2 separate regions of the Oryctolagus cuniculus genome follow, and region 2 is linked to region 1. The links are chromatin contacts, called in public Micro-C maps. All regions are on one chromosome and are shown on one strand. Each heading gives the region's core, a stretch centred on a gene start, on an enhancer-like site or on the middle of the called end of the contact. The rest is flanking DNA. Distances are from core to core; before and after follow the strand shown.

Region 1 (7,452 bases), core at 1,475-3,974:
CACTGGGAACTTACTGTCCCAATTTTGTTTTGAAAATTGTCAAACCTAAAAAGTTGACTGAATTGAACAACATCCAAGGACATCCTGTGGCCTCTACCTGAATTCACCAGCTGTTCATCTGTTCATCTTTTATCATTCTCTCTCTCTCTCTTCCCCAAGATGACATTTGTGTATGTACATGTATGCATGCTGGTTAGAAGTCATTTGTAGGCTCCATGAATGCTTCTGAGAGAAAACCATTGTCCTTCCTAACCCCAGTGCCATGATTACACTCAAGAAGTCTAACATTGAGATACTAAAAGACAATTTTTAAAAAATACAAAAAGTATGACTCTTCTATAGATACAAAATTAACACATTGAAGGTTGTATTCAACTCATTATTTTTTAAAGTGTTATTTATTTATTTATTTGAAAGACAGTCACAGACACACACACACACAGAGAGAGAGAGAGACAGACAGAGAGACAGAGCAGTAGCCAAAGAGCTTTCCATCCACTGGTTCACTTCCCCAGTGGCTACAATGGCCAGGTCAAAGCCAGGAGCCAACAGCTTCTTCTGGGTCTCACACATGGGTGCAGGGACCCAAGCACTTGGGGCATCTTCCACTGCTTTCCCAGGCACTCTAGCAGAGAGCTGGATCATAAGTAGAGCAGCCAGGACTAGAACTGGAGTCCATATGGGATGCCGGCATCACAGGTGGCAGTTTAACCCCTTCCACCACACACTAGCCCCTCAACTCATAACTCAGGAGGGAACCATAGGATGTTACAACCAGTTCAAAAGAGTAGCCGAGGAAGAGACATGTGTATCTATGAGGACACTGAATGGAGGAAGCAAAGTGAGGCGAAATCGCCAAGGATGAGTGCATCGCTGTGCAGCCGCTCAAAGGCAACGGGAAGTGTAGAGTTCCTACTGGAGTCTAATTCGAGAATCCTGAGTGTGCTCCAGCCCAGGGTCAGCCATCCTTTTCCATAAAGGGCCAGACAGTGAACGTGTTGGGCTTTGCTGGCCACCGGTTTGTTAGACCTACATAAGTCTGCTGCTGCATATGGCAGTCGCACACGGTGGGCGTGTGAAGGAATGAGAACACGTGACAGTTGGATCCGCCCACTTTCTGTATTTGCTAACTCTAAACAATGCGTCCTTTCCACGGAGTCAGAGTAGATAGGAAAATAAGGTGTTGGTTGCCTTGGGCTGAGTTGTGTCCCTCCAAAATCCCTACGTTGAAGTCCTGATCCCCAGCTTATCAGAATGTGACTGGAGGGGCCAGCGCTGTGGTGCAGTAGGTTAATCCTCTGCCTGCAGTGCCGGCATCCATCTGGGTGCCGGTTCTAGTCCTGGCTGCTCCACTTCCAATACAGCTCTCTGCTATGGCCCAGGAACACAATGGAAGATGGCCCAAGTCCTTGGGCCCCTGCACCTATGTGGGAGACCAGGAGCTTCAGACTGGCCCAGCTCCAGCTATTGTGGCTGTTTGGGGAGTGAACCAGCGGATCAAAGACCTGTCTCTCTCTCTCTCTCTCTCTCTCCCTGTTTCTCCCTCTCTCTGGCTGTAGCTCTGCCTCTCAAATAAATAAATCAAATCTTTATTTAAAAAAAAAAAAAAGAATGTGACTAGAGTTGGAGATGGGGCTGTTAAAGAGGTGATATGGGCATCAAGAGGCCATTAGGACTGGCCCTGACACAGTGGGGCTGATGTCCTTGGGGGAAGAGGACATCAGGACACAGATGCACACAGAGGGGTAGTCCTGGCTGGACACAGGGAGCAGACGACAGCTACCAGCCGAGGAGAGAGAGGCCTGGGAAGGATCCAACCCTGCCGACATCATGGCCTGAGGCTTCCGGCCTCCAGAACCCTGACCTGAGCCCAACCTCCCACCCTGTGGCATTTTGTTGTGGTAGCCCTAGCAGACGGAGGCTCACATCTTCCAGTTCTGAACAGACAGCTACGTGATCAGCAGGCGCGTGAGTGGCACAGACCAAAGCTTTCTCTGAAGTTGTTGTATCTGCAAGATGTCCTTCTGAGGCAGAGGTGCGCCTGTAACCCCGAGTTTCCCAAGTTTTGAATGCCTTTTCTAAAAATCCTGATTAATAAAACGATTCTTGGAATACACGCTGGAAACACAAGTATGGGCCCAAAAAGTGGGGCGGACTTCTGAGGATGTGAAAACGCCTGTGGACCAAGCCTCGGGAAGTGCGGGATGCAGAAGCCTGGAGAAGAGTGGGTTCAGCAGGGGAGAGAGGGGGGCTCAGACCTGTGGGGTCACTAGGGAGGGGCCCAGGTGCTCCGTGCTGGGTACACCCATCGTCCCTGTGTGGACGACGACCTGCGGTATTGAGTATCCAGCTGTAGGATAAGGAACAGAGTACAGAACATGAGGCTTTCAGCAGCTTCCTTCGGGGCCTGGCGATCACTTCCCACAGAACTTAAAAGCCCACAATGGACTCCTGTGAATTCTGTCAATGGGGTAAAAGCCCGGATGATGCGCGCAGTGTCAGCTCCGAGCCACCAGATGGCGCGCGCAGTCCACCCTGCACCTGAGCCCGGCCTGCGTCTGTGCCAGCAGTGGCCCAAGGCCTTAGGAAATGTGTTACCGTGTCTCTTAAGGAGTGCCCTGCAAGGTGGTTTTTTAGAAAGCTCCTCTTCAGAGAAACATGTGAAACTCCACACTGCACAGCTGTGTACTTCCCGCTCTTTCCCTCCTGGGGACTCGCCAGCCGCATTTCCCGAGTCTGAAGAGTTTCAAAGCCGTGGAGTCTGTTCATTTGTTCTTAGGAACTGGAGACAGGGAGCACCGAGCTTCCGTGTTGAAGCCCACAGCGCCGAGGAAGCACAGTCGTGAAGGAAAAAACACCTCCTGCTAGCGCAGTGAGACATAAGATTTGTACGTAATCCCAAACCTCAGCCTTGAAGAGTTAATGATGTTATTCATGCCACTGGGGCATGAGAGACAGACTTGCGTGTTTGGGTGGTTACTGCTTGCCCAGAGCGGTGGAATGAGCCACAGGCTGAAGGCCAAGAGACTCAGGCCACCCATGCAGTGAAATAATCCCCCAGCAATGCAGTGCCCAGAGTGGAAATGAAAGTCAAGGGAATTGCTCCTGCAAGGCGTTCAGCAAATGTTCGGGGTAGCCACCCAGTCTGCAGCTGGCCCAGCTCTCGGTGCTGCACGTCTCAGCCCTGGGGTGGCACTGAGAGAGCAGGAAATGGTCGGAACCGAGCAATCGGATCACTCAGCTTGCGGAGTTTTGGGTCTTGAGCAGGGAACTCTGTTCTTATGTCCGGTTCCAACAGCAGTGAATAGTTAATAAGCTGGTTTGGAATGGAGAGTGCATTGCACTGGCTGGAAGGAGCCTTCAACAGGGCTTCTGACAGTCGCTGTTTATTTCCTTCTCTTTTTCCCTTTTTTGGAAGTAGGACCTGGGAAGGGCAGACAGACGCGATATTCACATCCATCATGTCCTAAGTTTTTGATGCATCCGAGACCTACAGGAAGAGAACGCGGTGGACTGGAACAAGTACCCTGGCGGGCACATACTCTGCATGCCGGGTGCTCTGTTCCACTGGCGTATGTCAGTCGCTCCTGGCGCTGATGTGGCCCTTGGCATTGGCCCAGGTTTTCACCTGAGAAACCCACGTTCAGAGAGGTTAAGCAGCTTGCCAACGTCGCACAGCTCGTATGCGTGAGAGCTAGGAGGTGGGATCCAGTAGGTCCCTGACTTCAACACCCGGGTTTGTTTTCCTTCACTCAAGCATTTCGTGGATTCCCAGTGAATTTCCTCGGCAGGAGGAGGGACCGACCCAGGAAAGCATTTAAAGGAATGTGAAAATAGAGCTCACATCCCGTCTGCAGCATTGTCCCCGAGGGAAAGCTAAACCACTGTGACTGTGCCCGGAGCCCAAAAAGTAGGAGCAAGACTTCGGAATTCAGACAGAGAGCCTAAAATACATGCAATAGATTTGATTTCCGTTTTCTCTAAAAATGGGACACACGTGTGTGTATTTTTAACAGGCTGCAAGAGGACCAAAGACGACCCTAAGGCATCAGCACAGTTGTCCCCGCCGCCCAGCTGGAAGGCGCACAGGCGGAGACAAGTGACCAGGAGAGCCAGGCGCGCGGTGGCGTGGGAGGGATCTCTGGCATTTCTGAGGACGCCTGTGTCGTGATTAAAATCCGGTCAAAGGAATGCTGCTAGCTCAACGGCCATCCCGCAGGCCCAGCCAGTGTTCCCAGCGGGATGAGGCGTGGTATACACATGCACACACACACGCGCGCGCACGTGCGCACATGCATGTGCACCCACACCCACGCTTGCAAAAGGTAGCTGCGTGCAGTGAGGGTAGGTGACCAGCCTCGGGCCACACAGCAAGTGGGTGGCAGAGCTAGAAATAGCACTGAGCACCGTGTGTCTCTGCCGGGCCTCGTGCTGCCTGAGCTGGCTGCCTCACACGTCTCTTGTCATGACTGGCGCTGTGTGAATTCGGTAAGGAAACCCAAAACCAGGCTTCAGTTTTCACTGCATACCGGAAACTTGGCCTCTGAGCGCTGCAGAGTTCACCGTGGTTTGTGAACCCTGTCAGGCAAACAGAGCCAGGTTTCTGCCATGCGTTGTCCCGATCAGGGCCAGGAGGGCACTGGTGGGCTGCAGAGGGAGCCGGGCGGGACTGCATGGTCTCAGCGGGTGCGGCATGTTCCGGGGCGCACGCTGGCCTGGAGGGACACCGGGAAGCAGGGGGCCTCGGGAGGCAAATCCCGCTGCTCTCAGATCCAGCCTGTGGATAGGGTGGGGGGGGGGGCGTAGGGGAGAGGCAGAGAGAAGGGAATGATTTAGGAGGTGTGCATATTCATTTGCAAATGAAGTTACGGAAGTTGCTTGTGAGATTTATATTGGTAATTAAGTGATAATGGCTGTGACAAGCTGCTTGGGTTGGAATTCCTGTGAAATACCAAAGGCACTGAGGCCCTGCTCCTTGTTCCGTGTTGTCAGAACTTAGGTTCCTACAGCACCTTACATCCTCCAGCCAGAACTCAAAGCATCCTTGTGAGGCAGGCCATGGACTATCTGCCCCTCTCCTGAAGACTGTTGATTTATATGCAGAGCATACATGAGATCACACATGCACACACACACGCAGCCCCAGGGTAGTGGAGCAAAGACAAGAAAGTGTCCTTCAAACGGCCCGGCCAGGTAGAGGATGTTTGTTTAGTTTTAAATCATTAAGCGCCTCTAAGCAATCACCTTGAAATGATCCAGTTTAATGCACGGAATTAGAGGAATTATGAGGGAACTCGATGCAATGATTATCTTAAGATCTTGCAAGACTCTGTTTGAAATGCTTAGGAAAAAAGTCCTCACTCACTTCCCTGGAGAGCTGGCGAGGGTGGCCCCAGCATCCCCGAGGCTGGGAAAGAGGAAAAAAGGAGACGAGTCAGAGGTTGGACCACTCCAAGGTAGCAACCGGTCCGTGACGAATTAAAGGCTGCTTGTTGTCTAAATATATTCTTTAATGTTTGGAGAGAGAGAGACTCACGTATCTGCACATGTGCACTGCCATGTGTTACATCCCTTACAAAGAAATGATGCTGTGGTTTTCGTCTTTCCTCTTTTTCCTTAATGGTTGAAGCCTAAATAAATACTCAAGGCTGGGATGAAGACGGCTGTGAATGTGCAAGAGTCCAATACTATGAAGCACCAGGCTGCAGCTTGCTTGTGGAAGACAAGCTCAGCTTCCTTGGTCCCCTTCAGGGTTCAGAAACACTTTCGGTTCTCAAGTCTATGAGAGAAGGCGTGAGAAGGCGCACATCTGTGAGCTGAGACAGAGAGTACAGAGGACTGCTTTTTAATAGCGTGCTGTGGAACAAGCACTTGGTGCAGTGGTTAAGACGTTGCTTGGGACAGCTGCATCCCATATCAGAGTGCCTGGCTCCAGTTCTTGCTGCTCCACTTCTGATCCAGCTTCCTGCTAATGTGCATCCCGGCAGGCGGCAGTACTGGCTCAAGTACTTGAGTCCCAGCTACCCGTGTGGGAGACCCGGATTAAATCCCTGGCTCCTGCCTTTGGCCTGGCTCAGTCCTGGCTGTTGTAGGCATTTGAGGATAGAAGATCTTGTCCCAAATTTACATTATTTTCTATGACCTTCCTCCTAAGCCATAACCTGAGAGAGGTGAGGGAGCATGAGACCTCTGAGCTTCCCCTACACCGGCTCAGCCACCCAGCAAAATCACAGCATCTCTCAGCCTCAGCTCCCTCCTCAATGAGAGTTTACTCTCTGCAGCTGATGTGAGTGCAGCGGTGTCCCCGAGAAGACACGCCAAAGTCCTCACCCCAGTACCTGGGAACATCACTGATTTGGAAATAGGTTCTTTGCCTGTATAATTAGGTCACAGTGGCATGGGGGTGGGGTCTTAATCCAACCCCTTCAGTCCTGGGGTACACAGGCCCGGGATGCAAGGAGATCACACTACACTACGGTGGGAGAGGCAGAAGTGCTGCACCTGCTAGCCAGGGATTGCCCAGACTGCTGGCAGCACCAGAAGCTAGAAGAGGGAGCAGGGATCTCCTACCTGCAGGATGCAGAGGGAGCCTGACCCTGCCAGCAACACCCTGGGCTCACACTTCCAGCCTCCAGAACTGGGAGGCGTTGAGTTCCTATTGTTCCAAGCCACCCAGTCTGTGGTAGTTTGTTACTGGCACCCTTAGGAAATGAATACAGGGTGCCAGGGGGAAGAAGGTGAGGACAATGGGCTTTGAAATAAGATCTGGATTTGAGTCAAGGTTCAGTGACTTAGCAGTTGATGATTTGTGGCAAATTTCTCACTGAGCCTCATTCCTTTCCTGCAACCTAAGTGGCCCATGACAGAGGAATAATAAGCCTAATCTTGCAAGACTCTTGCAAGAATGAAATGAGATAAGGTATGTATATTAGTCAGGAATGTTTTTATGGAAAGGAACAGAAACTCAACGTGACTAAGTAAAAAGGGCCCTGTGGGGTGAGGGCCGGGAGATGTGCGGCCGAGTCCCCTGTGCGGAAAGGCAGCTGGCCCCAACCTGAGCTCCGGCTCCACTTCTCACCCCTGCTCGCTCGCTGGAGACTGACCCCTGGCTGCTTCCTCCTTGCCTCTTCTCTCCTCCTGGAGACCCACTGCCTCGACTTTTCAGCTCTTCCAAACCTTGCCTCTTAGAGCTTCAGCTGCCAGAAAGAAGCAAAGCTGAGCCTCTCTCTTGCTTTCCAAATCCAAACCTCCAATGGAAGGGACCGAATGGCCCAGTTTGGGTCAGGTGCCCCTACCCTCATCCCAAGCAGCTGTGCCTGGGAGCAGAGCTGTCAATCACGGGACACCCTCTGCAAAGCTGCTAGGAGAGCTGTGGCAGAAAGAAAGTAGCCTTGTTTCCCATTTCAATTCTACATATCCTAATGGGGACCTTTCATCCTCCTGCCTCTTCCA
Region 2 (7,452 bases), core at 2,025-4,524, 550 kb after region 1:
TGACATCTGCACAGGTTAGGTGCATGTGATCTTTTGAGGCGGCCTGATCAGCAGACCCAGTCAGCCATCAGCTGCCTCCTCCTACACCACCTAGACCACACAGGCTGCCCTGCCCCCGCCCTGAATGTCCACCATGGAGTAAGCTGTAAAGGCAGTGGCCCAAGCTGTTCAAAGTCGCACTGTTCGGAATGACTTTTCCAATCATTTTTAAAATAGTCACACTTGTTTTGTTTGACTTCTTCCAGGAAGGCTGCACTGTTTTGGAAAAGGAGGGGGAGGAAATTAAAAAAAAAAAAAAAAAGTGAGCTCACTTCCTGAGTCTTTTCAGTATTTCCTCAGAGACAGAGCATGGAGAAGCTGTGAACAGAGGGCAGAGCGGTCAGAGGCGGGCAGCCCTCGGGCAGCGAAGACGGGCACTCGAACCCTCCAAATCTGGTCTTCACAAGCCAGCTGCAGAGAAGCTGGGCTTAGCAACAAGACAGCACAGGAAGACCTCGGAGAGCAGCAGCTCCCTCCCACGCCACCCCAGACCATGCTCCAAGAAAATACGTCTAGGTCCGCTTTGGAATTTGGAATCAGTTTCCCTGTTTGCCCAGGCAAGGTTGAATTTTTCAATGAGATCATCCAGAAGAGAAGGCAGGAAGTGGACCTGGGAGGCTGATAATTTGAGACCTTGGAAAGAGCTGGGAGGGCAGCCAACATTTGTCAGAGTGCCTGGTCACACGTGCTTTGTTACCCACTCCTCATGGCCTCCCCAGGAAGCAAGTGGTGCACCCACTTCACAGGCAGGGCTGGGAGAGGTGAAGCAGCAAACCCCAAGGCACCCACCCATTCACACAGACCATGGCAGCCCTGGGGCTGTCTGCTCGCTCAGGTGTCTGCAGTCAGCTTGCTGGGTGAGCTGGCCCACGTGGACCACGTGGACAACTCCCACTAGAAGGAACACTTTGTGAAGATGGGGACTTATTCACAGATGTATCCAGTACCAGGCACAATGCCCAAGCATGGTAGCTGCCCAGTGTTGAAAGAATGAATGGAGGATCATCATTTAAAAAAAATCATCTATTATTTTTCACTTTATGTTTCTGTGTGGGAGCAAACTGTTGAAATACTTACTTAAGGTATACTAAGCTGATCTTCTGTATATTAAGATAATCGAAAATGAATCTTGATGTGAATGGAAGGGGAGAGGGAGTGGGAAAGGGGAGGGTTGTGGGTGGGAGGGACGGTATGGGGGGGGAAGCCATTGTAACACATGAGTCGTACTTTGGAAATTTATATTCATTAAATAGAAGATAAAAAAAAAATGAATGGAGGAGCAGAAATGTTTGCTGTGGAGGAGAGAAGGCTCAAAAGAGAAGCGATGGCCCCCCGAAGCACGCCAGCTGAGACGCACGTGGTTCCTTTTGAAAGCAGTGCCACCGACCCCCGCAGACAGAGCAAATGCCACAGCCTGGAGGACTTGGCTCCAGGACAGTGAAGTGCCCTGTGCATGTCCTGTGGAGGCACTGACCGTGAGTGTAGGGGGGAGACCCCTCATGTAGCATCTAGGACACAAGCACCCTCTCCACAGATGGAGAACCAAGAACAGAGAGCGCGTTGCTGCCTCCTGCAAGTGGCTTGGCAAGTCAGGGCCAGGGCTTGGGATCAGCCCTTTCAGTCCTGCCCGCAGTCCCTGACTGTATTGTGGATTGGAGTAGGATCTAGTGTTCAGAGTGATGGCCTGAATTCTGGATTTGCCTTGCCCACCCTCAAAGTTTGGGGCTCCGGCCGCAGAGCAAGCTACCTTCTCCCACCCCGCGTTCCCTTGCTCTCCTCCCGGCTTGAGGGGATGGCGAAGTGAAGAGCAGGCCAAAGGAGGGCCCAGGAAAGTGTCTGGAGATACCCCCCGCCCCACCTCCTCACCAGGCTGAGGGCTGACCTTGCTCTCAGGGGGCTGCTGGGGTTTTGCCTTTCATGCTGGTTGTAAGCACAAGCGTTTCTCGGTGCCCACTGGCTGGTTGGGTTTTGGCCTTGGCCTTAGCTCTAGAACAGCTTGGGAGAAACACAAGACCCTGACGTCTAAAGCCTCCCAGTCTAGCAGGCAAATCAAACAGGGCGGCCTGCTGGACGCCCCGAGGCACAGAAGCTCCGGCCGCGCGGTTGTCATCCCTGGCTTTTCAGTTCTACCCAGCACGGTCAGTGAGGAAGCGGAGCCACTCCAGCCTCAAACACAGCCGGTTTACTCCCTTTTGGCCTCTTCATTTCTTATTCTGCACAGTCAGTGTAAATGAGAAAGTGGGCCCAGTCATTTCTAGGAGCAATAAAAGTATGGAACTCTTAGCAAATCGCCCTTAATGAGGCCACATTCCATTCCTGGGTCACACAGAGAAAATGCGGATTGACAGTTTGACTCAGCACCTCTCCTGCCCTCTGGTAGGTGGCCCTTGGGAGCTGCGGCAAAAATGACAAGCCCAGGGCCCAGTGACAGTCAGGACTGCCTTGTAACACATACCAAGAAACACCGGGAGACACCCGAGCCTGGACTTCGCAGACGGCACAGAGCACACAAACACGGTGCCTTAGAATCCTCCCCAGAGGCTCTGTGACTTCAGCCTATCATATGACTTTGTTCTTAGAGCTACATTTTAACTGACAACGTTTAACAACAACTATGACTTATGGCCTTCTAAAATTGGCAGCAGAAAAATGAACTGAGGAAGTAATGGAAAAAAACCACAAATGAAGCCACTCTGTATTATGCACAATTTCTGTTGGGTTCTTTTTTTTTTTTCTTTCTTTCTGTATGTGTGTGTACGTGTGTGTGTGTGTGTGTGTGTTTTCAAATGGTAGAAAATATTTTCCAGATACACTGTCCTGGCGTTCCCAAGCACATATTTATGCCAAGTTTATAAAAAGCAGCTGCAGACAGGGTTGACTGAAAGGCTTGCTCTGCTGTCTGGCTTCCAGAAGGTGCTTCAGTTCTCACTGTGTCACCAGGATGCAGACTTACCTTCAAAACTCGCTGTCTGCAACCTGCATCTGAACAGGAACAAGCCGGTGGCTCAAAGAGACCTGGATGAATGTTCTAAGTTTTCATTATCACACTTCTGATTTGCAAGGTGCTTGAGTCATGTGTTGTTACCATGTTCAAAATCCTCACACAGACACAGAAAGGAAAGTGTTCCAAGATTCGTTTGACAAAAACTGGATGGCTCAGAGGGGCAGGGTGGCGTGAGCATGCCCAGCGGCTTTTCCAAAAGCCCCCACGGGTGGGTTCCTGACAACCTGCCTTTCCATCCACTGGCCCTGGGTTCAGCAAGGTGCCCTCTCCAGTGGCGTCTCTCTTTAAGGCTGTGGGTTCATCACTGCCCACCTCCAACAACTCAGGGACTCCTCAGCAGCTGTCCTCAGCTCCTGCACCCAAATCCTCACTCCCTTGCTGCAGGTTTTCTCACTGGCCTGGGGTGGGGACTCCCTTTACCCCCTCCCCCACTACTGGGATTAATGAAGACAATAATAACCTGCTTTGTAGCTCCCCTGGGGGTGACTAATTGGCTAATCTTGGGAAGGCCCTTTGAAGATGAAAAGCCAGGTATTACTCATGGGGTTGAAGGCATGCACCTGCCCCAGTCTGGGCCTGAGTCAGCAGAGAATGGCCTCCCACCTGCAAGCAAGCTGTGCAGGCCGGCCTGGGCCCCTGCTCAAGGTCAGGGTTGGCCAAACCGAGGTCTATGCAGAGAGCCCCTAACACCTCTCAAGCAAGAGGCCTCGGACGGCCTGGGCAGGGTGAGCCCCTCCGGCTCTGGGAGCTGCCCCATCAGCCTTGTATAGCACCAGAGCCTTGGAATAACTCTGCCAGGAGGTCAGCACACGTCAGGAGTATCAGTCAAGACAATATTTCCTGGTCATTGTTTGGGGAAATGCTTTTCTTTCAGCAAATTCCTCCCAAGCAGCGGCATTTTCTCCTTCCTCTCTCTGGAGTCCAGGGGCAGCTGGTGGGGGCGGTGGGTGGTGCTTTGGGAGCTGAGGTCTGGGGGCAGCTGGGCCTGTCCTCTTCCCTAGCTTGCGTCTCCTGAGCCTGCTCCCCACTTGTCTCTCGGGGAAGAGGAAGTGGCCTCAAGAACGGGGAACCCAGAGGCCCAAGTAAGTAGATTACCGCAAGGGTCCCTCCTGACCAAGCCACCACCCACCCTTGACCCGGGCGAGGGGGATTTTGACACAGTGGCAGCTGGGAAGCCAAGAACAGACTGCCTCTCAGCCCTGCAACTTAATGCCAAGATTCCTGGGCCAGAGACCCTGCTTCCTGCCTCTCTGCACATTCCTGCCATTCCTCCCCTGCACCTTCTCCCACTGCCTCCTCTCAGCTCTCTCCCCACTGCTGTTTTCTTCTTTCTTCTGGAAAACAAGTCACGTGGCCAGAAGGATTCCAGGCACTTCTTTCTCTTTCAGAGGCCCAAAGTCTTATCAGGTTTTCATGGCCTTTCCTTCTCCTGCAGATTATCTGCCGGAATGATGGAGGCCCCCAAAACACCCAGAATATAACCCCCCCCCAAAAAAAAAAAAACAGATGGAAGGACAAGCGCATGAGGGCAGGAAACAGGGCGGCGGCGGGGAGGAAGGGGTGCTCCTGAAACTGCACCCAACCGTGGATCCGACGGCGGGGCAGGTGGGGTGGGGGGGGACCAGGCTAAGAAGTGATTCTGCTGTGTTTGGGAGGAGGCAGGTGGAAATGGGAGTTTGGAGACAATCAGGACTGAGGAGACGGTTTCTGGGGAAGCAGCCTCTTTTCTCCAGTTCTCATAGTGCCATCAAGTGGCTCAGGGAAAAGGTGCAGAGCAGCCGATGGCCCAGCTGAGCTGTGAGACAGGGACAGGGGCCGCCTTGAGCACCCTACAGGGCCCAGCACATCTTTCCCTGGAACTGTCTGCAAGGAGGTGGGCAGATCTCTCCGGGGTGTACGTGCAAATATAATGTGGGATAACCTAAGAGCTACAGTGAGCCAAGTACTGTCTTCCTTCAGGACGTTTTATGGCGTCATCCTGCCCTGCTGGGATGTCCCCTGAGCCTGCGTTAGACGGAAGTCACCTGCCCACGAGACACAGTGGAGCATGTTTCCGATCTGAGGCACGGTCGGTGACCACAGCAAGCTCAGACCCTGGTCCATGTTGGAAGGAGAGCTGAGGACAAACGGATGTGGGGCAAGACCAGATGTGGCCTGCACACCAGCTGATCCATGAGCAAATTCCCAGCCATCCAGGGACACAAGTTGTTTTCTGGCATTCCACTTACTACCTATGCCTGTGTGCCTTTTTTTTTTTTAATTCTGCAAATCAAATCATCTTAAAAATATGAAAGTGGGGGCCAGCTTTGGAGCACAGCAGGTTAAGCTGCCATTTGCAAAGCTGGCATCTCATACTGGAGTGACAGTTCAAGTCCCAGCTGCTCCCTGCTAATGCTCCCAGACAGCAGTGGAAGATGACCCAAGTGCTTGGATTCCTATCACCCATGTGGGAGACCTGGATGGACTTCCTGGCTCCTGGATTTGGCCTAGACAGACCCTCGATGTTGTCGCCTTTTGGGGATTGAACAAGTGGATGGAAGATTACTCTCTGTCACTCTGCCTTTCAAATAAACAATTTTTTTTTAATATAAAGGTGGGAGGCCAGTCCTGTGGTGTAGTGGGTTAAGTTGTTGCCTGCAATGCCAGCATCCCATATGAGCACTGGTTTGATTCTCTCTGCTCCGCTTCCAATCCAGCTCTCTGCTATGGCCTAGGAAAGCAGCAGAGGATGGTCCAAGTGCTTGGGCCCCTGCACCCGTGTGGGAGACACAGAAGAAGCTCCTGGCTCCTGGCTTCAGCCTGGCTGTTGCAGCTATTTGGGGGGTGAACCAGTGGATGGAAATCCTCTCTCTGTCCCTCCCTCTCTCTCTCTGTAGCTCTGCCTTTCAAAAAAAAAAAAAAGTAATTTTTTAAAAAATTAAACTGGTTTTTAAATTTTTTTTTCGACAGGCAGAGTTAGTGAGAGAGAGAGAGAGAGACAGAGAGAAAGGACTTCCTTTTCCATTGGTTCATCCCACAAATGGCTGCCATGGCCAGCGCACTACACCGGCGCGTTGAGCCAATCCGAAGCCAGGAGCCAGGTGCTTCTCCTGGTCTCCCATGGGGGTGCAGGGCCCAAGTACTTGGGCCATCCTCCACTGCACTCCCGGGCCACAGCAGAGAGCTGGCGTGGAAGAGGAGCAACCGGGACAGAATCCGGCGCCCTGACCGGGACTAGAACCCAGGGTGGTGGCGCCGCAAGCGGAGGATTAGCCTATTGAGCCATGGCGCCGGCTTAATTCTTTATTAAAATAAATAAAAATCACATTCCTGAGGCCCAGGGAATGGGTGCAGAGTAGGCGGGACTTTGGCCCCCACCCCTTTACCAGAACAGCTCCTACTTTACCCGCCTTCTACGTTTCGCTTTTTGGTAAGATTTTATATGAACACAAGGTTCCACAGTATCCTGGTCACTTCTGCAGGGATCTGCCCTGCCGTGGCTCTCAGGGTGGTCCACGTCTACCACACAGGCAGCCTGGAGGCATTCACACCACTTTCAGGACTCCTGGCCCCAGTCCTGGACTGCTGTAGATTTTACAAGTGCTAGACACCAGCCCCGGGGGAGCACCTCTGATTCTCCCTCCCTGGAAACTGACACAGAGTCAAAATGGGCGGAAGCCAGCTTTGCCAGAGCCTGAATGGCCCCTGGGGGCAGCCACCTTGCATTGCCCAGTGGAGCTGCCCAAGGCACCAGCCTGACTCTCTCGTTCCCATGGTACTCTGCCTTGGGCACTGTGTTCTACAGCAGATGGGAGAGGTTGGGAGCTGTCCAGTGGCCATTATTCTTACAGGTACAAAAGGTTATACAGGTTTTTTGTGCATTCTTGCATTGAAACTCTGGCAGTATAGCACAGTGGTGGTCTTCATCAGCTATAGCCATGTTTGAGAAATAGGAGAGAACTATTTGAAATGTGGTGAGACAAAATAAGAACTTTGCCTGACTTTTTCTTCACAGACATGACTGCACCCACACGACTATATTTGACATAATATAGAAAATTTTTGCTACTCAAAGCATGGAACAAAGAGCAGCAGTGTTGGCCTTGCCTGGTGCATGTTCCAAGGCAGAATCTCAGGTCCAGTCTAGACCTAATGAATAAGAATCTGCAATTTAGACCTCAAGGAGACTCACACACTGTCATAGACCAGCAGTTCAGAAATGCCACTCGAAGGGCAGGTGTTTGATGCAGCGAGTAAGGTGCAGCTTGGAATGCCTATCTCCCATGTTGGAGAACCTGGGTTCGGTCCCAGCTCTGCTCTTGATTCCAGATTCCTGCTAATACACACTCTGGGAGGCAGCTATGATGCCTCAATAGTTGGGTCCCTTGCCGGACACATGAAACACCCAGGTTGAGTTCCTGGCTCCTGGT

The links. Hi-C and Micro-C count contacts between places; a contact is called where the count stands out from the background.
Region 2: a Micro-C map of ear pinna shows a contact between it and region 1, with 11 times the contacts expected there. The contact joins two enhancer-like sites. A contact is called at or near these places in 5 of 6 Hi-C or Micro-C datasets (ear pinna, embryonic fibroblasts, psoas muscle and 2 more).

The regions. Positions count from the first base shown.
Region 1 is chr13:53,801,602-53,809,053 of mOryCun1.1, forward strand. No RefSeq gene overlaps it. Among named protein-coding and RNA genes, the nearest start is that of TARBP1, 20 kb to the left of the region's middle. Within about 2 kb of position 2,725, at least 4 of the 8 cell types and tissues checked have an H3K27ac peak or open chromatin away from gene starts, as enhancers often do. A contact at or near this core is called in ear pinna, where this site is marked.
Region 2 is chr13:54,350,892-54,358,343 of mOryCun1.1, forward strand. The region is part of intron 1 of LOC103350930 (a long non-coding RNA gene); the gene reads right to left. Among named protein-coding and RNA genes, the nearest start is that of TOMM20, 44 kb to the right of the region's middle. Within about 2 kb of position 3,275, at least 4 of the 8 cell types and tissues checked have an H3K27ac peak or open chromatin away from gene starts, as enhancers often do. A contact at or near this core is called in ear pinna, where this site is marked.